Regions from separate parts of the Mus musculus genome. Here regions 1, 2 and 3 are each linked to region 4. Evidence: chromatin contacts called from public HiChIP or PLAC-seq, Micro-C and promoter capture Hi-C data. All regions are on one chromosome and are shown on one strand. Each heading gives the region's core, a stretch centred on a gene start, on an enhancer-like site or on the middle of the called end of the contact. The rest is flanking DNA. Distances are from core to core; before and after follow the strand shown. Region 1 holds the start of Kcnj12 (potassium inwardly-rectifying channel, subfamily J, member 12). Region 2 holds the start of Smcr8 (Smith-Magenis syndrome chromosome region, candidate 8 homolog (human)). Region 3 holds the start of Dhrs7b (dehydrogenase/reductase (SDR family) member 7B). Region 4 holds the start of Epn2 (epsin 2).

What was found. Promoter capture Hi-C pulls out the DNA fragments that hold promoters and counts their contacts. Hi-C and Micro-C count contacts between places; a contact is called where the count stands out from the background. HiChIP or PLAC-seq counts read pairs in DNA pulled down with a chosen protein or histone mark.
Region 1: a promoter capture Hi-C map of embryonic stem cells shows a contact between it and region 4, with 3 times the contacts expected there. The contact joins the promoter of Kcnj12 here to the promoter of Epn2 in region 4. A contact is called at or near these places in 2 of 39 promoter capture datasets (embryonic stem cells and pre-B cells).
Region 2: a contact with region 4 is called in a Micro-C map of embryonic stem cells, with 6 times the contacts expected there. The contact joins the promoter of Smcr8 here to the promoter of Epn2 in region 4. A contact is called at or near these places in 2 of 39 promoter capture datasets (cranial neural crest and liver), 1 of 484 Hi-C or Micro-C datasets (embryonic stem cells) and 1 of 115 datasets of contacts at active chromatin or transcription factors (embryonic midbrain).
Region 3: a contact with region 4 is called in an H3K4me3 HiChIP or PLAC-seq map of pro-B cells, with 4 times the contacts expected there. The contact joins the promoter of Dhrs7b here to the promoter of Epn2 in region 4.

The regions. Positions count from the first base shown.
Region 1 is chr11:61,020,397-61,027,131 of GRCm38.p6, forward strand. Kcnj12 (potassium inwardly-rectifying channel, subfamily J, member 12) reads left to right here and starts at 2,168. Exons shown (of 2, transcript NM_001267593.1): 1 at 2,168-2,454.
Region 2 is chr11:60,775,701-60,782,370 of GRCm38.p6, forward strand. It overlaps Smcr8 (Smith-Magenis syndrome chromosome region, candidate 8 homolog (human)), which reads left to right and starts at 1,825. Exons shown (of 2, transcript NM_001085440.1): 1 at 1,825-4,681. The coding sequence starts at 2,328. It overlaps Top3a (topoisomerase (DNA) III alpha), which reads right to left and starts at 1,665. Exons shown (of 19, transcript NM_009410.3): 1 at 1,222-1,665. The coding sequence starts at 1,401.
Region 3 is chr11:60,827,106-60,834,556 of GRCm38.p6, forward strand. Dhrs7b (dehydrogenase/reductase (SDR family) member 7B) reads left to right here and starts at 3,526. Exons shown (of 7, transcript NM_145428.2): 1 at 3,526-3,626. The coding sequence starts at 3,607.
Region 4 is chr11:61,576,760-61,583,458 of GRCm38.p6, forward strand. Epn2 (epsin 2) reads right to left here and starts at 2,928. Exons shown (of 11, transcript NM_001252188.2): 1 at 2,808-2,928.

The DNA of each region.
Region 1 (6,735 bases), core at 918-3,417, 560 kb before region 4:
TCCACCCTTGAACTCATTATAGGATCAGCCTAAGATCCTAGACCTAGTGGAGCCCTGTAATGTTTTGTCCGTTTTCTTGTCTACCAGCATGCTGTGAGCTCTTTAGGATGTCTGGTGGAGGCCCCCGAATGCAACCTGAATTTGCTCTCCCAGAGAGGGTAGAGACTGTGGGGGGGGGATTTTTTCCTTACTCCTGCCTTTGGCTTCTGTGTTCTGGACACCAGGGCTGGGTAGAGTGGACCAGGGACATCTGAGCCATTTTTCTCCTTGTTCATTCAGGAGAAGGTAGACATCAGGACATCATGTGCCTGTCCAAGGCAGGCCTGGGGGCCTGGGGACCTGGGAATAGAGTCCCTGGGGTTACCCGTTTTCTCTCTATTGCAGCCCCTAACAGTGACTAGACAGGAAGGCATGGCCATCTGAAGGACACACTTGGTTCTGAGACACCTCTCCCTACCACTGTGAAACTAGATAAGCAACTATTCCTTGATGAGCCTCAATGTCTTTATCTGTAAAGTGGGTCCATAGATCATATGGCCTCCCAGAGGATCGTAATGGCAGCAGAGTAACTCTAGCTAAGTCCTTGGCACAGAGGCCAGCACAGATTGCTTGAACACCCAAGACCCACCAGCCGTTTGACTCAGCCCCTTCCTCAGCTAAGAACTGTACATGCGCTCATCTCTTTTAACCCTCACCCCAGTGCCATAACTCAGGGAACCTCATGATGTCCATGTGATCACAGGGAATCCAGAGACCCAGTGCTGTTGTACCTGGCGCTCAGGGTTGCTCAGTTGAGTTAGGGTAAGCATAACCCAAAGTGGGAGAGTTTTCTGGGGACTCTGGGGTCTGGATGAGGAGTCGGCTCCTGGAGGTGGGATGGTGGGTTTTGCAGAGCGCTGAAGAAGCTTCCAGAGCCTGGGCATCTGGGTGGCCAGAAAGCTGCGCTTCTTGGCTAGGATCCTGCATCGAGTGTCTCTGCTATTCAAATGCATAATTATATTTCACATTACAGAGAGGCTGGAGACCAGGGGGCTGGGGAGTTTTGTGAAGCTTGTGTTCTGCCTGCAGACCAGCCTTCTTGACCTGGTTCTTCAGTGTTAGGGTTGAGCTGGGGGTCAGCTCTATGATAAAATGGGATTTCCCTGAGGCCAGCTAGGCTGATCTGTCTGCTAGGCTGAAAGGTCCAGGCTCTGCAGGAGGCGAGGCCCAGACAATAGGCTCCAGGAGACTGGGAGAGGAGAGTACCAGGGGTGCCTTCCAGACAAGAGTGGGCAAGGGGAGGGGAGTCACATGGAATCAAATCAGCAGAAAGGCCAGAAGGAGGAGCACAGAAAAAGCAAGAGATGAAAGCTAAATACAACACATGATGGGAAGAAGCGATATGGTGTTTAAAGAGGATGGGGTGTGCCTGTAACCCTGTGCTTTGGTGTGTAAGGGGAAAGAACGCGTGAGCTCAGAAGCGAGCCTGTGTGGATGTGTTGACTGATCCCACCCCGTATGTGCATATGTGACTATGACTGCACCTGTGCACCTTAGCCACCGCGCTCCTCATCACATGCATCTCGTGCAGGTGTCGCCTGAGCTTGCTATCCTGCTGTGTGCAGCCCGTCCAGATTCCCTTGCCTGCCTGTAGTCTGAGTATTTATTATATGCTCGCCATGCACCTGTGTGTGCGCGTGTCCCCAGGAAGATGTGTGTGTATGGGTGTGTGTGTGCCACGCGCGTGCGCGCGTATGTGTTCGCGCGCGCGCGCTCCAGTGCGCAAGTGGCTGGTGCGTGTGGGGGGCAGCTGGGGCCAAGAGGGGCCACCGGGCCAGGCCAGGGCGGTGGTGGGCGGGATCAGCGGCGCCGCGGCGCAGGGCGGGCGTGCTTTTGGCGGAGAGTTGGAGGAGTTACCGAGAAGGGCTACTGTGGCAGCGGGGCGCGGAGCTGGGTGCGCGCAGAGCTTCTGCCTCCCGCCGCCTCCTCGCCCTCCATTCCTCGTTCCCCGTCTTCCCCCGGCCACGCCGCGACTGCGCTGCCACCGCCTCCCTGAGAACGGTCGCCGGGGGAGGGTGCCCTGTACGATCGAAGCCCGTTGGGAGGTGCAGGACACCCACACCCGGCTCAGGGGAGCGCGCCCGGCCCTGCCCGGGATCAGATAACTGCGGCGGGGGAGGGGGTGGGTCGGCGCTTCTTGTCGCGGGACTGAGCGACAGAAGCCAGCGGCGAGCCCGGAGCGAGCGCCGAGTGGCTGGGGGCGCCGTCTGGGCGTGCGCCCCCGACCTATGGCTGGCTGGTGGCACCCAGCGCCCGGGAGCGACGCGCCCCTCGGCGTGGAGCGCTCCCAGGGGCTGCGCTGAGGCGGCGGCGGCAACGGTGGCAATGCAGCCAGCGCAGCGGCGGCCGGGACCGGGAACGGCCGCGCGGAGCTTGGAGGACGCGGGACGCGCCGCGCCCCGGCCACTGACCGAGGTAAGAGCGCGGCCGCGGGCGCACGGCCCACCCGCTCGGCCCCAGTTCCCCGCAGACAGCTTCCCGCCCCGGGTGAACGAGGGGTGGTGCAGCAACAGGGAAGGTGAGGCAGAAGAGCTCCCTCCGTTCCTTTTTCTCCTTTCCCGTGGTGAACCACCAGATGAAATGCTGACAGAGAGCTTTTCTTCCCCTGCCATGTTTCGGGCTACAGCCACCAGGGAACTTTGCTCCGGGCTAACGTCTTTCCAGGGGTGTATATATGTGTTGCGGGGGCGGGAGGGGCGGCTCTCGGAAACTTTGAGGAGCTCTTGATTCCCCTCGGCCGGCTGGATTGAGGGGGCTCGTAAAGCAGCGGGCGGAGCCACTTTTGCGCGCGGCATAGGTCCTAGGCGTGACCTTACCCGAGAGACCTGTGATCAAGATGGGGTACAGAGTGAGTGCACAGGTTTGGCTAGCGACCTGAGAATGCTCCCGGCTAAGACCTGGGATCTTTGGAGACATTTCTTTCCCGTCGCCTGTGCTGTAATGGAGTCAAAATAGTCTGGAGGTGGTTCTTAACCATCCATCTAGCCTGCAAGTCCAGGGCACCTTTTGCTTCTTAAATTTGGTCTTGAGAAACCCCAAAAGGGGCTCAGTGCAGAGTCTCTCCTAGACGCACAAGTCTATTCTGGTGTCCTGTGGGGGAACTGCACCCTTTGGAAGAGGCAGCTGGGGTGGCGAGCCTATGAAGAGCTTTGGGGGAGAGCGGGAGAGCTGAGGCCCTAGACACCCAACACCCGGACACCCGTACCTGCCTTAATTTGTGCACATGTCCTATGACTACCTTAGAGCTCACAAGAAATTGTCCTTTGGTGAAGGCCTCCAGTTCTAGGAGGTTCTGCCGCCCTACTGATAGACCTGGTGGGATTGGGGCTGCCCCTCTGGCCATTCCCAGAGTGTGATACTGTCTTTGGTCCTTTCTAGTTTCTTCCTTACTACCTGTACCCAAGCCCAAAGCTGGCAGTAATGATCTAGGGACTTCCTGGCCTTGGCATCCACCTCCTGAGCACTGGTTAGAGGCTTCAGCTCTCTGGATTGCCTAGGTGCCCACATGCTCACAGAAATCAGCTGCCGCCTCCTCCAAGGTGGAAACCCACAAGGCTTAGGCTCCCAGCCTTTACACACTCTTTGAGAGATAAGCAAAAGCCCGCCCTGGCTGCTGTCCCACCTGACTAGACTCACTCCAGCCTGGCACTGCACCAGGTGCCTGATTTGGGACCCCTTTACCAAAATCTGCCCATGAACAGGAGAGGGCCAGGGAGGGGAGGCGGATCTGAGTACCAGGCTTCTCCTTGAATATTCCTTCCTCTGCATCCCTTTAGGGTCTGTAGGGGAACCCCAAAGAGACTTCTCAGTTCTTCTGAAATCATCAGTTGTGTTCAAGGGGTCCCTCCAATTGGTCAGGAGACACAAGGGTCTTTGTCATAGCAGGTGACCCTGGATAGGCTGAGCCACTCGTGAGAATAAATGCATGGCTGTGGGCATATGGCCCACCAGACCAGCCTCAGCATTGTGGGAACGGGGATGGGGGGTGGGGGAGGCTCAGACATCCTTAGGGACAAGGTAGGTAGAGCTGGTGCTGCTGGACCATCTTCTCCATTGAGATACTGCTATATGCGGACAGAAAGTGCCTTGTAAATACAGTGTTCACACAGGACTGACATTTGTGTACTTCAAGCCCTAATTGTTCCCATCTGTCTTGGGTTGGGTGGGCACAATGGCGTGATGGATTTGTCCTCTATCACTGAGCTCTCTAGGCAAGGTCCCCTGTAGATGTGTGTCTAGTGGAGGGAGGTTTAGGAGGCTGTGCTGTGTTGGGAGAGGTATCCGCGGCAGGTGCTTCCAGAGCCATGCAACATGTTAGGTCAAAACAGAAGGTTTGCCTCATTTTCCCCGAATCAGAAGGCTTTTTATGCAGACTCCTGTGTTTCTCTCTGCTCTGCCCTAGGCAGGACTGGGCAGTACTGAGTGGCTCTCTAGCAGTGAACTAACATGGCAGCAATAACAGTAACAACACTGGCCACAGTGGCACCTCTAGGCTCTGCGACACTGGGGCTAGTACAGCCGGCAGACAGTTTCCTCTGGCTCAGCCAGGCCTCCGGTGCCTGGAGCCATAGTTGGTATGACCAGTCATGGCACCCAAAGGCTTTGGCACAAAGCTATTGTGGAAGTGACTGCGTCATCAGTCTCAGCCATCTCTGTGGTCCTTGCCAGCCCCCGGGCAGGGTCTGCTAGTATACTGTGAGCTTTGCTCAATAGTCGGTCTCAATTCCCTGATCCTAACTCCTGCTCTGGGCAAGACCCTTCCTGCAACAGATGCAGCTGGGCCTGGTGGCTGGGCTGTGTCCAGGGCTGTGCTGTGAGTGAAACATGGGCACAGTTACCCCTCCCTGTGGACTGTCATTGGAGTCCTGCCAGGGACTGACACTGACGAGAGGCAGACAAGGGGGCAGCTCATGGGCAGCAGGAGGGGGAAGCTAAGCCTACGTCTCCGGAGGGTTGCTGGGGAGCAGAGGGTAAGGGGGCAGACAGCAGGGAAAAACGGTAGATAAAGCAAGAACGAAGAGAGCTGTCTGGGACTGGGTTCAGGCATGGCTGCTGATGCTTCAGAGGAGCTGTGGTGACAAAGGGGCTTTTCCAGAGGTACTGGCCCCAGGAAGGAGTTGAGGGCCCAGAGCTGGGCCAGCTAATTTAATTTGTTAATGGCCTGCCAGTGCAGAGGCTCGTATTCTCTCCACTATATGGATGGGAACAGAGGCCAGGAGGTGTTGGAGCTTCTGTGGTAGCCTGTGTGCTTCTGACCCAGAGCCTAGGGCCCTCCCAGGGACAGGCTGCACCTTTCCGTTGCTCACAGACACATTTACTGAGGGCAGTTATCTACCCTCGGGGAAGTTTCCACTAAGCCCTAGGGCCTGCCTGCCTCCCTATCTCCCAGGAAGTTACTTCTTTGGGACCTGATGAAGCCTGGCATGAGGTTAGTGTTCCATAAATGTTCCCTGCGGCTTCAGTGGCAGCCGTCTTGTGATGTGGCCAGAGCTGTAGTGGGTGTGAGCTCTGGAGTGTCCCGCATACAGAAACAGTAAGGAACCGTAAGTCAGTTTCACTGTGTAGGGAAGATTTGGTTTGAGTTGCAAATGGGGGTGTTTGAGAGGTTGGTGGGGCAAGAAACACATAGGTGCTCCTTCAGTTGCTGGGACTGAAGCCTGGAAGCCCTGGGACACCCAGGATGGAGAAGGGGAAGAGAGCCTTTAAACACGCCTATAAGGGGTATTGTAGGCTTGGCAAGACTGGGAGTCTCCAGAGGGGACCCCATGATGGAGAAGTCCATGTGGACTTCTGGTGCCCAAGCCTTGGAGATCACAGTGTAGCCCAGTCACCCTTTAGCTGCAAGGTAAACTGGCTAGGGAGAGGTGGCCTTCCGTGGAGGTGGCCTCAAATGCTGGCCTCCTACTCTGAGCTGTTCCCTGTGCCCATTCTCACCCACAGAGATGTCCTAAAGCTCTCGTGTTCCTCCTTGACTGCTGAGGTGACAACAACAGAGGCAGTGTGAGTCTGTGGGGACCTCAGAGATCCTGGCCCCGCACCCTCGTTAGCCTTCAGGCCTATAGTACCAAATACGGCTTCGTGGGCCTGGCCAGCAGGCATGGGGATGGGTGCCTTTCTCAGCTGCCCCAGGAGCAGCTTTGCTCTTGCTGGGTATCAGCTGTTTCTTGAGGGTGGGTGTGGCCTTGTGGGTCTGGCTTGGAAGCCCCCTAATGTCCCCTACAAGCTTTGGGCAGCTGAAGGGTCCCCTCTATTCCTTACCTGTGGCCCCATTTCTTGGAAGAACTCGGACTTGGAGATGGTTAGAGGATAAACAGTAAAAGGTATGGAGTGGCAGACCATTGTGGCTCAGATACCTACTGTGTGCTTGACTGGCTCTGGGTGGCAGCATTTCAGTGGTTCCGATCTGGCCTCTCTCACTGTGTGCACTTGCTTCTGCTTCTTTTCTGGCCCTCTTTGCCATGATTTCAACATGGCAGGCCTGGGCTCCATCAGGGCCTATGCCTGCGCCATTCCCTCATCTGGACCACTCCTTCCCAGGTCTGCACATGACCCTTTCCTTTCCACACTCACATGCTGCCCAATGCCACTTCTTTCCTGTAGCCCGTCCCCACAATTCCTCATGGCAGCAAAGCTATGCCCCTTCCCCTCTGTACCACTGTTTTCTCACCATAGAACCCAGTGCCATCTGCCCCTAGT
Region 2 (6,670 bases), core at 575-3,074, 800 kb before region 4:
AGAGGAACCTGTCTCCAAAAACCAACCAACTAGCCATCGAGAGAAAGAGAGGGGGTGGGGGAGAGGGAGAAAAGAATCCCCGGCCAAGTGTGTGCGTGTATGGGGGGCAGGGGGCGCTCCTTAAAAAAAGACATTTAAGGGGCTGGAGAGATGACTCAATAGTTAAGAGCACTTGCTGCTCTTTCAGAGTACTTAGGTTCGATTCCCATATCTCACATAGTGGCTCACAACCAGATCTGATACCCTTTCTGGCCTCGGTGGGCATGTGTCTGATACACAGGCATACATGTAGGGAAAACACCCATAGACATTAAAAAATAAAAGAGAGAGAGATCTAAGCAGTAGTTAGGCTGAATGTCAGTCTGTAACCCCAGTACTTAGAAGACAGAGGCAAACAGATCTCCATTGTTCAAGGCCAGCCTGATCTACTTAGCAAGTTCCAGGACAGCCAGGGCTACATCGTGAGACCCCTGTCTCCAAAACAGAAAAGAAAAAATTATTACTCAAAGACATTTTTAAGAGGTGAAGTAGTTAGGGGCCAGCGCCCACCTAACCTTGGCTCCCCCTTCCGGGTATTTTAAAACTGGAGGCAGAGGTCTGGAGATCCAACTGTTTGCAAAGAAAAGGGAACAGCTCCTAGGAAGGGCCTCCAGCTGAATGATAACGCAACAGTCCTTGGGGTTTTACCCTTCTCACCTCCGTTTTGTCAGGAGACAATCCTATCTTTCGTGTATCTTAGAATCAGTCTATAGGAGTAGTAATTGACTTCTCTAGTTCCTAAACCTAAGTGTTACCCCTAGGGTGCCACCACCCTAGTCACAGGGTCTGCAGAAGGCAGGGACAGGATTCCATAAGTAAGGCTTGAACGCCAAGATAAAGGAGTTGGTTACCGCTTTCCAATACTACTGAACTTGTGATTGACCAAGGAAGAGTTTTAAAATACACGTGTTCTCACACTCCAGACCCAAAGAAGGGAGAGCAATGCTCCACTGGTATGTGAGCCGAGCAGACAGATCCGGCGAGCAAAGGTCTATCAAAAGCGTGAAAAGGTTTTACATTTACAAAAAGCCTGAAGGCTAGGGAGAAACCGAGAAGTGAGGGCGGCCGGGAGGGGCCTCTCGCAAAATAGGCGGAGTCGCTTTCGCCCGGGCTCCCGGTACCCAACGCGCTGTCGGACTTTGTGGGCGTTCCTCAGGGAAGCAGAACCCAAGTGCTTCTTACCCGCCTCATACGCCCGTTGGACAGCAAGTCGGCGATCCCCTTGGCAGCGTCGTTTTTCTCCGCCACGCAGAGAACTTTTCGCACTCCTCGGAAGGCCACTTCCATGGCAGCGCGGGACAGGGCACGGCCTCCAGGCCGTCGGTGCCACTGAAACGCTAAGAGGGTGACCGGGAAGATCATTCCCTAGGTCCTGCTCCAGCAGCAACTCCACGGGTGCCCGTGCATGCTGGAGAACCCAGAGGAAAAGCCACGAGGAACTGTGAGAGCCACCTTAATAAATGCAGTTTTTCCAGGCAACTGCCGCCTCGATCAGAAACCCACACGTCCGAGTCTCGCTTAAACTCGCGCTCACAGACAACTTCCGCCCACTGCGCCACTAAGCAGCCTTGAACTACAACTCCCAGAATGCCTCATGCCCTGTGCACGTTCCTCCAACACCGTTTCTCCTCCTCCCTTCCACCCCACTGTATTCTACTTTCCTTTTCTTTATGACAATGGGTAGTTAACGGGACTTGTCCTCTGGAAGATCTGATTGGCAGGGCCTCTTAAAAGGCGCCACTAACTTGGAAGTCTGTGTGGGCGTTTCCGGGTCACGCGACGCTGATGCTGGGGAGTCATGTGATACCAAGATGGCGGTGCCGCGGTAGCTTCCCTGGGACAGTACGGTCCTAGGAGCGGCGACAGTTTCTGCCCTTAGGTCGTGGGGAGACTCATTTGACTGATTCTGCGGTAGCCCGTGGCGAGGATTAATGACACGATCAGAGCTGGGACTGTTGATGTCGCCGGTAGGTTCCGGGGAGTGCTGGTGACCTAGCTTCAGGAACCTTGCGCCGGCCCGGGCAAACGCTGGAGAATGGCCAGCCTCCGTCATCTGGACCTGCAGCTTTGGAGTTCATGAGGCTTGCCCAGGGCATCACAGGTCCCAAACCTTGAGAGTCTGCGGCAATTCGAGTTCTTCGTTGTGTGACAGGGCAGTTTAGGATCCCCGGAAGTGCAAAGAAGGCCGCAAGAACTTCGTTTTCGCATCCAGAGGCCTGACTCTCCCTCCGACCAACCCTACATTATTTTCCATTTCCTCTCAATGTGCTTGCCATATTTCAGGAAATATGATCAGCGCCCCTGATGTGGTGGCCTTCACCAAGGAAGATGAATACGAGGAAGAACCTTACAATGAGCCCGCTTTGCCTGAGGAGTACTCAGTCCCTCTCTTTCCTTATGCCAGCCAGGGGGCAAACCCCTGGTCTAAACTGTCTGGGGCCAAGTTCTCCAGGGACTTCATCCTCATTTCCGAGTTCTCTGAGCAGGTGGGACCCCAGCCCTTGCTTACCATCCCCAATGACACCAAAGTTTTTGGCACTTTTGATCTTAATTACTTCTCTTTGCGGATTATGTCGGTGGATTACCAGGCTTCATTCGTAGGCCATCCTCCCGGTTCTGCCTACCCCAAGTTGAACTTTGTGGAAGACTCTAAAGTGGTACTGGGAGACTCTAAGGAAGGGGCCTTTGCATATGTGCACCACCTCACCTTGTACGACCTGGAGGCCAGGGGCTTTGTGAGGCCCTTTTGTATGGCTTATATCTCCGCAGACCAGCATAAAATCATGCAGCAGTTCCAAGAGCTCTCGGCCGAATTTTCCAAAGCATCTGAGTGCTTGAAGATGGGCAACAGGAAGGCATTCGCTGGGGAACTTGAAAAAAAGCTGAAAGACTTGGATTACACAAGGACAGTGCTACACACAGAAACCGAGATCCAGAAGAAAGCCAACGACAAGGGTTTTTATTCTTCTCAGGCGATTGAGAAAGCCAATGAACTGGCCAATGTGGAGAAGTCCATCATCGAACATCAAGATTTGCTGAGGCAGATCCGCTCATACCCTCGTCAGAAGACGAAGATCCCTGACTTGCAGCCTGGTGATACAGAGCATACCCAGGATCAGGCTGACCAGGTATCCACTACCTCTAATCCTGAGGAGTCCGCTAATGCAGACCTTTATACCTGCAGACCGGCTTACACCCCCAAACTCATCAAAGCAAAGTCCACCAAGTGTTTTGACAAGAAGTTGAAGACCTTGGAGGAACTCTGTGACACTGAGTATTTCACTCAGACCCTGGCCCAGCTTAGCCACATTGAACACATGTTCAGAGGAGACCTGTGCTACCTCCTGACCAGTCAGATTGACAGAGTGCTTCGAAAACAACAGCCCATAACGAATTTCCTCTTTGAAGATTTTGTAGAGGTGGATGACAGGATGGAAAAGCAAGAGAATGTACCCTCTCAGCCCAGTCAGGACAGGCTGCCTCCCAAGCCTGTAGAAGAATGCCCCATTCCTAAAGTGTTAATTAGCGTTGGCTCTTACAAGTCCAGTGTGGAGTCTGTATTGATCAAGATGGAGCAGGAACTTGGCGATGAAGAGTACACGGGGGTGGAGGCAACAGAGGCACGCAGTTTTGACCCCCAAGAGAACCTGGACTACCTGGATATGGATATGAAAGGGAGCATCAGTAGTGGGGAAAGCATTGAGGTGCTGGGCACCGAGAAGTCAGCCTCTGTGTTGTCGAAATCTGACAGCCAGGCCAGCCTCACCGTGCCATTGAGCCCCCATGTAGTCCGTAGCAAAGCGGTCAGCCACAGGACAATCAGCGAGGACAGCATTGAAGTCTTAAGTACCTGCCCTTCTGAGGCCCTCATTCCTGATGACTTTAAGGCCAGTTACCCAAGTGCCATTAATGAAGAAGAAGCCTATGCGGATAATGAGGGGGCCATCCATTTCCAGGCAAGTGCCGGCTCACCAGAACCGGATGAGACTCAGGAGGGCAACTTGGAAAATATCCCATCCCAAATAGACTCCAGCTGCTGTATTGGAAAGGAGAGTGAAGGTCACTTGGTGCCTCTCCCAACCCCAGCCTACACTCTTTCTGATGAGGACAGTGTGGTGAGCATTCCCCCACAGCGCTACATACAGAAGGACCAGGGGCTCCACGTGGACTTCGGAGTGGAAAACACTGACCCTTCTCCCCGAGACAACAGTTGTGAAATGTTCCCAGCTTATGAGCTGGATCCAAGCTGCCTTCTGGCTAGCCGAGATGTTAGTAAGATGAGCCTGGATAACTACTCGGATACCACTAGCTACATGGGCAGTGCGGCCTCTACCAGCTCAGACAGAATCCCCTCAGCACCTCCTGCTGGCCTATCCTCTGAGAGGCACAAAAAGAGAGCTGGCCAGAATGCCTTAAAATTCATCCGCCAGTACCCTTTTGCCCACCCAGCCATCTACTCCCTGCTCAGTGGGAGGACACTTGTGGTCCTGGGCGAAGATGAAACCATTGTCAGGAAGCTGGTGACTGCACTGTCCATCTTTGTTCCCAACTATGGCTGCTATGCCAAGCCGGTGAAGCACTGGATTTCTTCCCCTTTGCATATTATGGATTTCCAGAAGTGGAAGCTTATTGGCCTACAAAGGTAACTGGTTCCAGGAGGTGGGGAAGAGCCCTAAACATTACGAGATGAAGCAGGTTTAGGATCTGTGGACCCTAAAAAGGAAAGCCTGCTTCCTAGACAGTGGCTAACCCTACTCACTGTTCTTTCCTTTGGCAAATCACTCTTGATCCTGTTGCCTTCTCTTATCACGGGGCAGGGGATTCACAGTTGCTAAGAGATTGCCAATCCTGGCTCAGCCCCACTTCCATGTCAGAACTGTTTGGGAGAATTAATTTCCTTGTGAATGTAAGTGGTTCTATCGATAGAACCCAGGCCCTGAGCATGCTAGGCAGACACGCTACTTATATTTATATGCCCTGAATCGTGACTCCCCAGTCAGATTCTGATTCCATTTGTCTTGGGTAAACACAGCAGTCTTCGTTCAGTGAAGTCAGAGAATAGCTGGACTTGAAGATCTTACGTTCTGATTCCAGTCACAATGGTGTAAAGGATTGTGGCTGTCACTGTGGAAGATATAGAACTCCAATAACTTGTACTCTGCTGTTCTATTTGCTCTGAAAGTGAGGAGTCAAAGGACTTTGTCCTGCCCTTGTTTGAAATCCCTTCAGAGTTATGGTGCTCCCCCGTCAAGCCTCATTCACATAGATATCTAGGTAGGTTATTCCTGTGTTCCAAGAAAATAGGAAAATAAAGTTGACTTATTGAATAGACCTTTTTCAATGGTCATTGAATGGTTACTGCCCAGTGCCTGAATTACAAGCAGATTCCTGGTCTGTACAAGTGTGCACCCTCTTAAAATGAAGGAGACAGACAGGGCCACAGATTTCAGCGAGATGCCCTGGGAATGACAGTTGAGCCCACTGCACAGAATCTCAAGTGGTAAAGTGTCTGCTAGCATATGAGATACCATGTGAGTATCCTGCTGAGGGACGCAAATGCTAGGAATGTTCCTGCACAAGTGTCAGTGTTTATGCAATGCTTGTGCCCCAAAGAATGGCTTACTGGGGGTCAATGAGGTGCCAGAAGTGGCATGCCAATAGGTAGGTCACAGCTAATCCAGAGAAGCCCTAGGGAAGTGAGGTGAAACCACGACACAACAACACTGAGGTGAAAATCTTCAGAGGTGTGGTTGCAGAGGGAGCTGCAGGGGACTGGGTCACAGGTGCTGCCACCCTCACTGCAGTGGATTTGCTGGGTTCCTATCCTGTGCAAGGGACGCCCTGTGCTCACCTTATGCCGTATGGAGCTATAGAAGGGCCCCGATTGGGAGTGTGTTATTTTAGAACAGTACCTGGCCTTAGAATTGATTTGTTGTGAGGCCAGTCTAGGCTATATTAGCAAGACAGAAGCTTTATAAAAAAGTGATTGAGAGAGGTGCTTTTGTGTAGTGGCTCTCTTGTCCACAGAGCTGTGAGCAGTTTTTCACAGGGCTGTTTTTTTAAGCGGGGTTCATCTAGATCCTCCAGTCTTGGCTTCACTTGGAACTGCTCAAGTAAAGGTTTTAAAGAATCCCACCTTGAACCCCAGGCTTCACTGGCCCTTGGCTCCTTTCACTTGGTCCTTTCCAGGCCTTCTGCATGGAAAACAGGGTTAGAGTAGCCAATGGTGAGTCCGCCATCATTTTAAATAGACCACCAGGGAGGAATGCGTGGCTTGATAAACAGAAGGTCAGTAATGATGGGTAAGCAGGACCCAGTTCTAATAGAAGAGAGAGTGTGTGACAGAGGCTTAGGCAGAGTCCTAGCTGGGTGACCTCAGACTCCTCAGCCTTGTGGCCTCCCTGATTTGGATAGCAGCAGTCTGGGTTTGGAAGAATAGGCTGTGTACACCGAAATGTAATGCAAAGTCTGGGGGCCTGGTTGTGTATTTGGCTTCCTGAGTAAGGAAGAATGTTGTGGGAAACAGAAACAGAAGAACTTGGAAGGAGCCAGCATCCTGCCACCACTGGGAGGAAAGGAATGCTAATGCTGAATTTTATGAAATGGCCTAAACTGGACATCACAACAGAGA
Region 3 (7,451 bases), core at 2,276-4,775, 750 kb before region 4:
TGATGGTTAACCCATGGCCCCATAACTGGAGCTCCCCCTCTTGGTTCTTACATACCTAGATACTCTAGCCCCTCCTTCCAGGCTCCAAGGGAAGAACTGCATATAACTTGGTGGAAGGGTAGCTGGATACTCAGGTGAGGGTTCCATGGCTTTTCCCACCCCCTCCTTTATGAATGGTCAGTTTCGAGCAGGCCCAGATGAACTCCTGAAGATGGGAGCTCAGAGGATCATCCAGTACATTGTCGCTTCTTACTGAATAGGAGCATAAAGCTAAGTAGGGCAGAACTAATCTCTCTCATTCTGTCCGTAAAGCTGTTACATCTCCTGGGAGCTCACTAGAGAATGTGATCACTAATCTTGTTTGCCTGCTTGAATACATCTGAAATTAACTGGGACCCAAACTGCTAGGCACCCTTGTGAGGGATTTTCCTTAATCAGGTTATTTGAAACAGGAAGACCCACTCTAAATCAAGACCACACCTTCTAGTGGCAACCCAGATAAAAGAACGTGGAAGAAGAAAGCTTTGGTTTGCTTCCTGCTTGCCCTTACTCTTGCTGGCAAGTGCATCTGTGCTGTTTCTAGGGCTGGTGCTAAGTCCAACTTCTTTAGGATTCCAATGTAGACTGAATGCCAGCAGCTCTCTGGGACTCCACCAAGTACTTCAGAACCACACTGAGACTGCTGATCTGCTGATACAGCCAGCCTCATGGACTGAGGACTGAGTGAACTAGCAGACTTTGGCTTTTCCACAGTGAGAAAGACTTTGTAGGGCTACCTGGACTGTATCCTGTAAGGTACTCTAATAAAATGCACACACACACACACACACACACACACACACACACACACACACTCACACCCCATCCATATATATATTCTATCAATTCTATCTATCTATCTATCTATCTATCTATCTATCTATCTATCTATCTATCTCATTTTGTTTTATATCTATATATAAACTATTGAGCTTTGTTCCTTTGGAGAACCCTAACTGATAGAATATCCATGAAACTTCTTAGCTTGCTGATCCAGGACCAAGCAGATATTTCCCTGTCACCTGAGTCTCCTTTCTTTGTTGTTCCCAATGGCAGCTGCTGTTGAAGGACTCAGAAATAGATATATTGTTTAAGCTTATTGAGGAGAAGAGGTCCAAAGCCAGCAAGATAGTGAGGAAGAGGCACCTGAGGGAGAGGAGAGGCACCATCTAAAAGTTATCTATCGGGGGTGGGGAGGGTCTAGATGAATGGCTCAGTAGTTAAGAGCACTGGCTGCTCTTCCAGAGGACCCAGTTTAAATTCCCAGTACCCACAAGGCAGCTCACATTCACCTATAACTCCAGTATCAGTATATCTGATAACCTCTTCTAGAGATTCTGGGAACTTGGCACACAATTAGTACATAAACATATATGTAGGTGAGGCAGCCATACATATAAAGATTTTAAAAGAAAAAGGTTGACCTGGAGACAGCTCAGTGGTTAAGAGCAGTGGCTGTTCTTCCAGAGGTCTTGAGGTCAATTCCGAGCAACCACATGGTGGCTCACAACCATCTGTAATGGGGATCTGATGCCCTCTTCTGGTGTGTCTGAAGAGAAGGACAGTGTACTCACATACATAAAATAAATAAATCTTTTTTAAAAATTGTACAAAATTCTCAAAGGACTAATAAAAATATAAAAAATGTTAAAAAAGAAAAAAGTTCAGTTTCTTATTAAAAACATATGCTTTTCAATTTTCATTCTTGTGCTACGGATAAAACTGAGTGCATTGCATATGCTTACAAGTACTCTAACATTGTGCTATATATTCTAGCCCAAAGCTAGTGCTTTTTGACAGAAACCTGGACTTCTAAGTACCTTAAGAGTCTGAATCCTATTTCCATTTTCCATTTAAGCTGGCTTCCTTGGACAATACTTTGGCAGGATAATCTTATGCCTTTTTGCTATTGGCAGATGGATGTGGAAGTCTGTAAATTCCACTTGTCCTTCACTGACACCTAGAGGAACTCTTTGTTACTATTTGGTACAAATGGAAGTCCAGACTTCTAATAAGTCTCCATTGACACTGGGAGGGGAAAGAGTGTTTAGTTATTGCTCTCTGCATGGCCTCTTTTCACACGTGGGAAGTGGTCTTGTCAGTGAGGGATGGAATTCCGACTCAACTCTCTACTTGGCTTCAGCTTACACAGAGAAGGGTGTGTGTCTGTGTGACTCCTTACACTTAAGTGGGGGTGGAAAGAGGAGGCTAGAGAGAATGGAGGAGAGTATGCCCAAAGTACATTATAAACTTGCATGAAATATCTTTATGCAAGCTCCTCTCATCTACAATAAACAGTCAATAATGAACATACAATAAATTTGCTGAGCAATAGTGGCTCATGCCCTTAATCCCATCACTCAGAAGGCAGAGGCAGGCAGATCTCTGAGGCCAGCCTGGTCTACAGGGTAAATTCCAGGACAACTGGGACTACACAGAGAGACCCTGTCTTGAAAAACTAAGATAATAATTTTTTCTGCAAACTTTGTATCTTTTGAAATAAAATTTATTTCCAGCTATATGTATTACAAATTGTATTGCTTATACACTCTCTTGTGTTGTTGACGTTGTTGTTATAATTATTATCTTGAGACAAGGTCTCTCTCTGTAGTCCTGGGTGTCCTGAAACTCGCGATGTAGACCAGGCTAGTCTTGAACTCACAGCACTTGGAAGGCAGAGGCTGGCAGATCTCTGTGAGTTCGAGGTCAGCCTGGTGTAAAGAACGAGTTCCAAGACAGCCAAGGCTACATAAAGAAAGCACTGGTCTCAAAAACCCAAAAAGAGGCGGGGTGAGGGGGAGAAAGAAAGAAAGAAAAAGAATAAAGAAAGTTCCTAGACTTAGCACTATTAATAGTATTAATATTACATGTAATAGTGACATATATGTATGTATATATATGTATATATGTACACATATGTATTTATGTATATATGTATGTATGTATATAATGTATGTATGTAATATATATATATACATATATATATATATATATATATATATATATATATATATATAATAGTAATACTAGAATAGTACGTTCCTAGTTGTGTTAAATGTGGCTCCTTGTTGGAAGGAAAAGTGACTACTTATGTGTAGGTCTGTTTCTAACCTCCTTAAAAAACAAAAACAAAAACCGAGCCCCCTCTCCCCATCTTTGTAACAACATCACATCGCCGTTTATAATAATCTTGGCAACTGTAGCATTTATTTTTGCTTTTTGAAGCAGTGTCATGCAGCCTAGCCCAAAGGGGACCTTGTATTCCTGAGCTGCCTCCCTTCATTTCTCAAGTACTCGGATAACAGCCATATGCCATCAAACTCAGCTTTGCAGAGCAAGTTCAGTTTTTTCTGAAAACCGATGGAACCCAAACCACTACTTAGAATTTTCCTCCGGAAGATTTACGGTATAGGACTTAAGCAGACTGACGTCATTTAGACCGCAAAGGCTAAACTCTACCTCTGTTGGGCGCATCTTCAGAGCGCATGTGCTTCCCGAGTATTGTGATTGGACGGAACCAAGCTGCATTTCGTCAATTCCGAGGCGGGAGCATGAAGTTGATTGACCATGATCTCTCCGTCCTTTAGGTAAAGGCTAGGGATGTTGCAACCTCTTGGTGAGTGGAAATGAGGACGGTGTCCTGTCTAAAGCGGAGGCGCGGGGTACATCTGCTTTAAGTGACTGAGTGAGGCTGAGCACGTTCTGGGGAGGCTGTGGATCCTGATAGCTTCCGGTTCCCCGCGGCGCCCCACAGTGAAGGAAGCAGGGTTCAGGCACTCCGCCCCGGCACGCTCATCGCGGAGATCACCTGGTCTCTGTGTGTGCGTTTCAGGGTCTGGAGCCTAGAGCGCGCAAGGTCGCGTGTGCATAGCTACTGTGGCATGACCCCAGTGGCACTCCTGCCCGGGGATGGTTAGGAGATCTGGGTTTTCGGAAAGGGCGAGCAAGATTCTGACTTTGGAACATCCATGAGAACAGCTTTCTTAGATTAGACACTTCCAACCCTAACTGTGCCGGTTAGCAGGTGCAACTGTGGGTGGATGCCTTAAACATTCAGCGACCGTTTCTTCAGTTAAAACTTTAGAAATATGGCAGTAGTGAAGAGTAAATAAGTTTTTGCTTGCAAGGGCTTAGCTAGTGGCTACATGTACTCAACACATGGTACTCATACATTACTCTCAGTTCATTAGCCTTTAGTATAGTGATTTGAGAGTTAATACATACGCCTTTCCACACAAACACTTGCACTAGCTCTCAGGTGGGTATTTACTTTTGTTATTTTTCCTTTTTATGCGATATTTTATTAAATGTCTTTACAGGACAACAGCCAGCCTCCAGACACAGCTGCTAAGACCCTGTAGGCACTGACTGGGACATGTTAGTTGGCTCTGGCTTCCCACCTTTTTGTTCTGAGATGGTGGTGGTGGGCAGGATCTCATGTTTGGGATCCAGGATGCTCACATGGTCAAGCAGAGGGTTGAAGGGCTGACCTTAACACTTGGGTGCCAGGGCAGCATGATCTTTAGTGCCCAGCACATCCTGTCTGAGCAATACACAGTGCAGGCAATGTCAATACAGTAACTAAAAGAGTCTCCACTGTGCATATCCACAGCCTTCATTGGCCCTCTGTCCTTAGAGCTTCCCATAACCCACAGCCTTGGAAGCCCTTGGCCCCACTGTAGCTGTCTTTAGATACACCAGAAGAGGGCATCAGATCACATTACGGATGGTTGTGAGCCACCATGTGGTTGCTGGGAATTGAACTCAGGACCTTCGGAAGAGCAGTCAGTGCTCTTAACTAATGAGACATCTCTCCAGCCCCGTACTTACTACTTTTAGTGGAATTGCCTGTAAAGACTTTTCAGTCTTGTAACCCTGTAGGGGTAGTGGAAAGCTTTAGAGAAGTAGCAGGTGGCAAGGGACCCCTTAGTGATAAGGTTTGAATTAGGCATCAAGACCTACTTGTTTTAGAAGTGCAGGAAGGGAAACTAACTGGAGTACCCACCACTATCTGTCTATTGTAGATACCCACTTTCCTCATCACAGCAGAGTATGAAGTCAGTAGTAGTATCTCTACATTTCGGAAGAGTCCTGGAAGCTTAGCTGCAGCAAATTAATGAGGGGAGGCAGGCTTTTAGATACATTCCTCTATGCAAAAGCCATGCTCATCCAGGGAACCAAGATTGCCTTTGAGTTGGTCATTGTAAGAGAAATTATTGAAAGATTGTTACAAGTCCTGTGCACCCGCTTAGTATGGAGGCCCAGGTTCCTCCTCAAACCCTAGTGCCAGGCACTTGGGGGGGATGCTGGTAGTTGCAATTACTCCCCAGGCAGGAGGTCACAAGGTCAGGAGCTGGAGGCCAGACCCAGGTAGACTTACTTTTTTTTGGAAGATACAAAATGTCTATTCACTCTAGCTAGAGAGCAAGTTCATCCAAGTCTAGCTTGGTAAATGGGTGAGTTTATTAAGGTGACTGGGTGAGGAATTACATAGAAGAAACGTAATTCAAAGGCGTCTGCATCCCTGAAATGCCCGTCTCAGAATGGGAGCTACATTATTGGTTTCTGTTCACCTTGCAGGCAGCTCCACCACTGAACAGCCTTCTCTGTCAGCAATCATTTGCTCTCTGACCTCTCCTCAGCATGGTGTTTATTCATACAGCTGTCAGGACCGGCAGGCCTTGTTGAGTCTTGAAAGTTTTACGAACTTTCAGACTTAGAAATTTCTTATTTTATGAGCCGGGTGACCCTTCCTTGCTTGTTTAATTTTTCCTTTCCAACATTAAGAGTTCGTTTGGGATCATTTATTTTTATTCTAGTACATGGATTAGCAGGTTAAGTAGACTTTTCCTTATAGAGAACAGACTGTGAGAAACTACTTGCTATAGTGGAAAGAATCTTTGCTCAGTTTTTTGTTTTTTTTTGTTTTTTTTTTGTTTTTTTTCCCTGAGGGGGCTGGAGAGATGGCTCAGTGATTAAGGACACTGACTGCTCCTCCAGAGGACCCAGGTTCAAATTTTAGCACATAAATTTTGGCAGCACATAAGGATACCCCTAAGATCTCACACTCTCACATAGATATACATGTAGGCAAAATAAATGCACATAAAATAACGGTGAAAAGAAAAATTCTTTTCTGAGTTACATATTGATTAGGGATTTGGTAAGAATAGCAAAATAAAGTTACTATGTTCTAGTAACACATGTGTTACTAAGAGGAAAATGTACCAGCCTGGTCTACAAAGTGAGTTCCAGGACAGCCTGGGCTACACAGAGAAACCCTGTCTCGAAAAAACAAAACAAACAAAAAAAAAAAAAAAGAGGAAAATGTAGCTTAGTCCTATTTTCTTTTTCCCTCCCTGTTTCACAGTGTCATTATGGAGTCTAGGCTGGCATCAAACTCATCCCTCAGCTTTAGCCTTCACAGTGCTGGAACTGCAGGTGTGCACTGCTGTGACTGACAACTTTTGTTTTGTTTTTTTCCCAAGATAGGGTTTCTGTAGACCAGGCTGGTCTTGAACTCAGAGATCTCTGCCTCCCGTTTGTTGGGATTAAAGGCATGCACTGCTACCACCCAGCCGACAAGTTTTATTCTAATAGACCAAAAAAAAAAAAAAAAAAAAAAATTGAAGATGAGAAAAACGAAACAATGTGTCTAAATGAGAATAGCTAAGAGGGAAGCACAGCGGAGTTAGAGGAGTGTGTGGAAGAATGGAGGAGAGGCTCCACAGCGTGGGATGCTGGAGGGACACAGTGAAGGAACACGGCATAGAGCCTTTTTTTTTTTTTTAAAGATTTACTTATTTTATGTATATGAGTACTCTGTAGGTATCTTCAGACACACCAGAAGAGGGCATCAGATCACATTGCAGATGGTCGTGAGCCACCATGTGGTTGCTAGGAATTGAACTCAGGACCTCTGGAAGAGCAGTCAGTGCTCTTAACCACTGAGCCATCTCTCCAGCCCCCACAGCATATATCTTAAAGGTGCAAGTCTTGTCTTATCTGGGTGTCTTTGGCTAAGGACTGGGAGATCTTGTAGCTCTTAAATCCCAGGCTTGGAACTCTCCTGCCTTAAAGGACCTGATGGTGTTTACAGAAGAGTACAAGCTGGGTAAGTGAGTATGTGGTTGATTGTTCTCGCCTTTATAAGCTGGTCTGTTTCAGAGTCTTTTGGAAAATACAGTATACAGCCATATGCAGCTTAGCGGCGGTTGAATACAATGCTGTCATTGCGTAAACATTTGACTGTGTATTTGCACAAACCAGGATTGCTACAATGTCAGAAGACTGTAATCTTATGGGCCATCATCATTATGTATGCGGTTCATCATAGGCCAGAATGGCTGCTCCTAGTTATATTGTAAAGATGTGTTTCAAAGCTATAGTTACACAGGAGTTTGGGAAAGGAA
Region 4 (6,699 bases), core at 1,678-4,177:
AGTGGGACTAGTGGTACAAAATCATAGAAGCATCATCCTGGCCCACAGGACTACTTATTACAGACCTGAGTACTATTGTATGTCACAGACTGAACAGAGCCTTGGAAAAGCAAAGAAAGACGAGGCAACCACTGGCCTCAAAGTGTCACAGTCTCAAAATGCCCAGAGTACCCTAACAGACCTTGTGTGGTAGAAAGGTTGGGAGAGCAGAGGAAGAAGGGTCCAAAGATTGGCAGCTGGCAAAAGCTTGATAGTGAGGCAAGCGTAAACCCAAATACAGACCAAGGGCCAACCATGGTATCCTGTGCCCTGTAATTCAATCCCTGGAGAGAGTGAGGCAGGAGAATCAAATTCTAGGCCAACCTGGGTTACACAGTGAGACTCTTTGGGGAATAAATTCTCAGGGTCACTAGGTGCTCATGGCACTCAATCACATCCCATCCACAAGGCAGGAGAACTCTGCACACAGTGGGCAATTGAATCAAATTCATTCTTTTCATGCTTCAGTCCACAAAGAACTCGAAAGTTGCCACTATTAGTGAAATTTAAAACTTCCTTTAACTTCTAGAAGAAAAAAAAAAAAAACACCATTAACATAAATCAGATTCTCCAAAACTTTTCAACTACTTTCACAGGACTCTTATCAGAATCTCCACTCTTGGGAAATCTATTCCTCATTATGAAAGATTACATAAGAGGCAGTCATATTTCCACAGAGAGGTTCTGCAAAGGATGGGCTATTATTCAAGACTGCAAACACCATGCCAGGTATCATCACTTGGAAGTTTCAAATACCTGGGCTGGGGAGAATGCTAAGCAGTCAAGAGCACATACTTTCTAAAGAACCAGAGCTCACTTCCCAGCACCCACTTCAATGGCTCACAACTAAATGCACTCCAGCTGCAGGGGGCATGACACCCTCTTCTGCACTCAGAGGGTACCAACACTATACACTGGCCCCCAGACACACACACTTTTTTTTTTTAAAGTTTCTCGTTTCTTGGTAACTCAGATGTTTGGCACCATACACCCCGCAGCGAAAGGAGACCAACACAGCCCCCATCCTTCTATCTCAGGGCTCAGGGAAAAATCCAAATACTGAACAAAATTACTCAAATCAACCCATGTGGAACAGTACTTTGCAATTCATGTTTATGAAACAACAACCCAGCCACACAGTTACACATAACTAGCCTAACTTTAAAACTAGGAAAACCAAACTTTAAAGTCACAAAAGCAGCCTGGGTGTGGTGGCCCACATCTTTAATATCTCCACCCTAAAAGGCAGATGCAGGTGGATCTCTGTGCATTCCAGGCCAGACTGACTACCCAGTGAGAGCCTGTCACAAACATAACAAAAGCAAACATTCAAAAAAAGAAAAAAAAAACCAAGACCTACAGGTGTTTCCCCAACACAATCATTAATCACAAATGCCCTAAGAAAAGCTGCAGTTCCTCCCAAGCTCGTTTAAATACAGACAAGAGCTTCATTACCAACAATACATAGATGGAAAGCTTAATTACCAATGCAAAGCCGATCACCGAGAGAGAATCCAGTATCTGCCGCTATCACTCTAAATCTAGAGTTACAAGACCACAAAGTTCCCGTTAAGTCTTTCTTATATTACATAATAGGGACATGGATCAAAGAAATTCACCTTTTTCAATCATTTCAACCCAATTTCAATCCCTTCTTCCACAGGGTATTTTCTTGACTGTGCAAAAGAAGAATTCACACTTCTTTCTCATCTTCCCTTGCCCATTTTCTTGTATGAATGTTAAAAATAGCAGGCAAGCGATTTGGGGGAATCCTAAACGTTGAAGAAATCCTTAAGTGTCCCAGAGTTGGGGCTTCCAGCTGTGTCAAACACCCTATCCCTAGATGACCTTGGGCAAGCTAACACATTTTGGGCCTTAGTTCCCCTAGTCAAAAAACACAAGAATAGCTAAATCCTATCTTTTCTGAAACATAGACTTCAAATGCGTTCCCAAGGCAGCACTAAAGTGAAGAGGCCGCTGGGAAGGACTGAGGCCCGAGACCAAGCAACAGACTTACACCGGCCGACCTAGGGTTTCTAGGGAGCTCAGACAATCTGCTCCCCCTGCAAAACCACTGGGCCAACTTCAGGTTGCAAACAAAAACCTGTTGGCCCGGACTCCTCTAGGAATGGCCTGCCTCTCCCAACGCGCTCGGCTCGCGCTCCGACGAAGCCGGCCCACGGGAGAGCGAGGGTCTCCCGGAAGAGGCCGACCCCACGCGCGGCTCGCCCACCCGGACTCGCCCAACAGGGCCGCCAGGTCTCTGCCATCCCACGCGGAACAAAAGGCAGCTGGAGCCTGGCTTCGCCGCCCCCGTCCCCGCTGTGCTGTGGAGTGGGGGCCGGGAAGGGGAATCCAGTCCCGGGGGCGAGAAAGACGTGGGGAAGAGTATCCCCTTCCCCCGGTCCCCTGAGGGAGGGCCGGCCGGCTCGGACCCGGTTCGAGGGGCGAGCACGCTCTGGGGAGGGGCGGGGTTGTTCCAAACTGAAGGCTCTGTCGCTGAGGTGTGAGGCGAGGACAGGAGCCAAAGCCGGGAGGCAGACGTCGCCTCTCTCTCGGCTCCGAGCGGGCTCAGGTGGGGCGGGGCCTGGCTGAGCCGTCCAGCCGGGTGGGGTCCGGCTGGCCGCACGGTGCACGCCCCGGCCGGCGAGGGGGAAGCCGGTGCTCTTAGGGGCGTCCACGCACTGGAAGAGAAGGTCTGCGCGCAGCCCCGCCCCGCCCCGACTCCCGAGCCACCACCACACCAAGCCCCGCGAGTCCCGGCTCACCTCCGTTCCTGGCCAGCGCGAGTGCAAGGCTGCAGCCGCCGGCGACGCGGGAGAAGCGGGAGCGACCCGAGCCTGTGCAGCGTTTGACACCCACACGCCAGCCAACATGGCGGCCGAGAGGGGGCGCGCCGGCAGCGAGCGCGCGCGCGCGAGCCCCGCCCTCCGAGCGCGGAGGCTCCTCCCACACACACTGGCTCCGCCCTGCCTCGCTCCTAGGCCCCGCCTCCAAACCGGTCCGCCCCTCCCACATATGCCCCCAAGGCCTTCTCTAAATAGCTCCTGCTTCTACACAAACCTAACAAATTTATGAAGCCCTAACTCAGAGTCCAACACATCCCCCCTACCTCAACAATTCCCCAGGGCATACATAACTACCTTAACCATCAATCCATGCTCCTCCCTTAAATCCTCAAGCACAGAACCCCGCCTAGCCTAATCAGAACCATGGTCTCCTAGTATTTCCTCTTGCACGTGAAAAATGTTGTGATGAAGAGACAGGAAGGAGGCCAGGTGCCAGACAGGGTTGATTTATTTTGCTACAAGTGCGTTCACTTCATGAAGATTCACTTATGCATATTTCAGATTTGTATACTTTTCTGTGTGTGCATTTCAATAAAAAGGTTGAGTCCAGAACTTTGGCAGCCCAAGTGGTTGAACCCTCGGCCGCTCGAGTCTCCCATGATTCATCAGGATACTGGGATTTAGCAACCCCAACTGCAAGCCTGCAGTCTCACTCTTATGCACCCAACAAAGCAATGTAGGGCCGGCCACATGCCAAGCTACAGCACACAGAGGCAGGCCAGAGATGAGAGCAGAGCCTTATACAAGAAGGTAAGGAGAGTCCTTTCCCTCTTTCCCCAAGAGAGGATCTCAGAAGGGTCAGAACTGAAGGCTAGACCCCAAAACTGCTAGCAGAGAGCCCTCATAACAGGGTCTAGGACATGAATCAGGGCTCAAGGGGAGAGTACAGGGAACTATTTCAGTTGTTTGAATATGCTTGGCCCAGGGAATGGCACTATTAGGAGAATAGGCCTTGTTGGGGTGGGTGTGGCCTTGTTAGAAGAAGTGTGTCACTGTGGGAGTGGGCTTTGAGACTCCTAGCTGCCTGGAAGACACTCTTCTGTTGGCCTTCAATTTAAGATGTAAAACTCTCAGCTCCTCAAGCAGTGTGCCTGCCTGGACTGTGCCCTGCTTCCTGCCATGTTGGTAATGGACTGAACCTCTGAACCTGTAAGCCAGCTTCAATTAAATGTTGTTTTTATAACAGTTGCCAGGCTAGAAAGATGGCTTAGCGGTTAAGAGCACTGACTGTTCTTCTGAAGGTCCTGAGTTCAAATCCCAGCAACCACATGGTGGCTCACAACCATCTGTAATGAGATCCGGTGTCCTCTTCTGGTGTGTCTGAAGACAACTACAGTATACTTAAATAGAATAAATCAATAAATCTTAAAAAAAAAAAAAAAAGAGTTGCCTTAGTCATGGTGTCTCTTCACAGCAATGCAAACCCTAAGACAATTTCTGTAACCAATCTATGCCCAAAAATTTCATTCTGCCTTTGCTCACTGAAGGAGAGTTTGCAGGTCATTGTACTTCTCAGAACCACAAGTACATTTTTCCTATAAAGAACTCACAAATTCACAAGAAAGAAAAGGCACCTGGGTCTCAAAAGCAGGGAATTTAGAGTCCTTTTCTCGGCCCACGATATATTAAAGCTGGAGGCCACCCCTAACACAAGGTCATGTGGTCACTTTTCTTTTGAAAGTCTAGCTGGAGAACATTCTGGATGCTGGAAGCCCTGACCCATAATTTACTGCTACAGTGTGTCCCTGGATTAATGAATGAAATCACATGTTATGTACCTGCTTTGCCATAAAAACTATAGTTCCATTTTGAACTGGCCCATTGGGTTTCAGAAAATGTGATTTCTCTGTTCCTTATCACAAAGTAACAGCCACTTCTGTAACAAAAGACTAGTTAACAGGAGTGGGCAAAATACAGCTGACTTGATCATTGATGTGGCCAGAAGCCTTCAGCAGTAAAGACTCAAAAGACCCAGAGAAAGCTGACCTACTCCCTATGTGTGTTCATTTGATGAAGAATGAGCCACCATACAGAGACATGATTAGACAGAACAGGGTAGCTCTAAGAGAGGAGACCAGAGAGGTTTGCCTGTTCTGATTCTCTTTATGGCTTGGCTTTCTAGATATATACAGAACCCATTCTGAATGCAAGGTCTAGTGACCTACAGGCTAACTTACAGAACTTCTCCATGGACAACACAGAAAGATTGTCTGGGCTTTGTGGCTGATCTTGGTGGAGAGGAATTCTAGTTTCTGAGGCTCAGCTTGAGGGATGAAAGAGCATAGGATATAGAAAGGCAGGGAAGGGTCAGAAAGAGACTTTGCTGGCAACACCTTTCTAATGTCCTTCAGTTCAAAGTACCCTGCATGTCAAATGACACACTGGGGACCCAACAATCTCATTATAGAGAATGGAGCTTAGAGGAAAAGAGAACTGTCTTGAAATAATAGTGCCTTGCCCCATTTACAACTCCAGATTGACAATGACAGCAGCCTGGCAAGGGTGGAGACAGCTCCATCCTCTGGAACAGCCTGAAAGACTCTCCTCAGAGGCTTCTGCTGAGGTGAAGCCGAGACCCACGAGAAAGGTCAAGGTCTGAGAACGAAGCGGAGAAGAAGAGCTCCTCACTTCAGAATTTGGATGAAATTTTTTGCCAGCTAAGAAGCAAAAGTTCCACCTCGATTAAAAATAATTAATAACATTTGCTGGGAAGCTTCAAAACATAGAGTATTTTATAAAGAAATATTTTGGGCTGGTGAGATGGCTCAGTGGTTAAGAGCACCGACTGCTCTTCCTAAGGTCCCGAGTTCAAATCCCAGCAACCACATGGTGGCTCACAATCATCTGTAACAAAATCTGATGCCCTCTTCTGGAATGACTGAAGACAGCTACGGTGTACTTATATATAACAAAGAAAAAAGAGAAAGATTTTTATCCCAGCACTCGGGAGGCAGAGGCAGGCGAATTTCTAAGTTCGAGGCCAGCCTGGTTTACAAAGTGAGTTCCAGGACAGCCAGGGCTATACAGAGAAACCCTGTCTCAAAAAAAAAAAAAAAAAAAAAAAAAAAGAATATTTAAAAAAAGCCCTGAATGATTATGACCTGGATCCTAACCAGGCTCATGCTTCTCCCAAGCATTGTTTACAATGGAGATAACTTCCTCCTAACTTCCTTTATTTAGAGTTTACCTTATCAATTGCAGCCCTGTCTGATACTCCTCAGAAACCACCCTAGGATTTCAGTAAGATTCTTTATTTTTATTTTATCTATTTATTTATATAGTACATCATAGCTGTCTTCAGACACACTAGAAGAGGGCATCAGATCTCATTACAGATGGTTGTGAGCCACCATGTGGTTGAACTCAGGACCTTTGGAAGAGCAGCTCTTTTTTTTTTTTTTTTTTTTTTTTTTTTTTCGAGACAGGGTTTCTCTGTATAGCCCTGGCTGTCCTGGAGCTCACTTTGTAGACCAGGCTGGCCTCGAACTCAGAAATCCGCCTGCCTCTGCCTCCTGAGTGCTGGGATTAAAGGCGTGGGCCACCACGCCCAGCTGGAAGAACAGCTCTTAACCACTGAGCCATTTCTCCAACCCCCTTCAGTCAGATTCTTTAGTAACTTTTAAAGGCAAATAGTTTCAAAAACGGACCAAAAGGATACATAGAGCTATATAAGGCTATTGCAACAATTAGTCTCAGCACTCAGGAGGCAGAGCCAGGGAGATGTTTGAGTACAAACAACGCTAGCCTGGTCTCCAGAGCGAGTTCCAGGACAGCCAAGGCTACACAGAAAAATCCTGTATATTATAAAAAT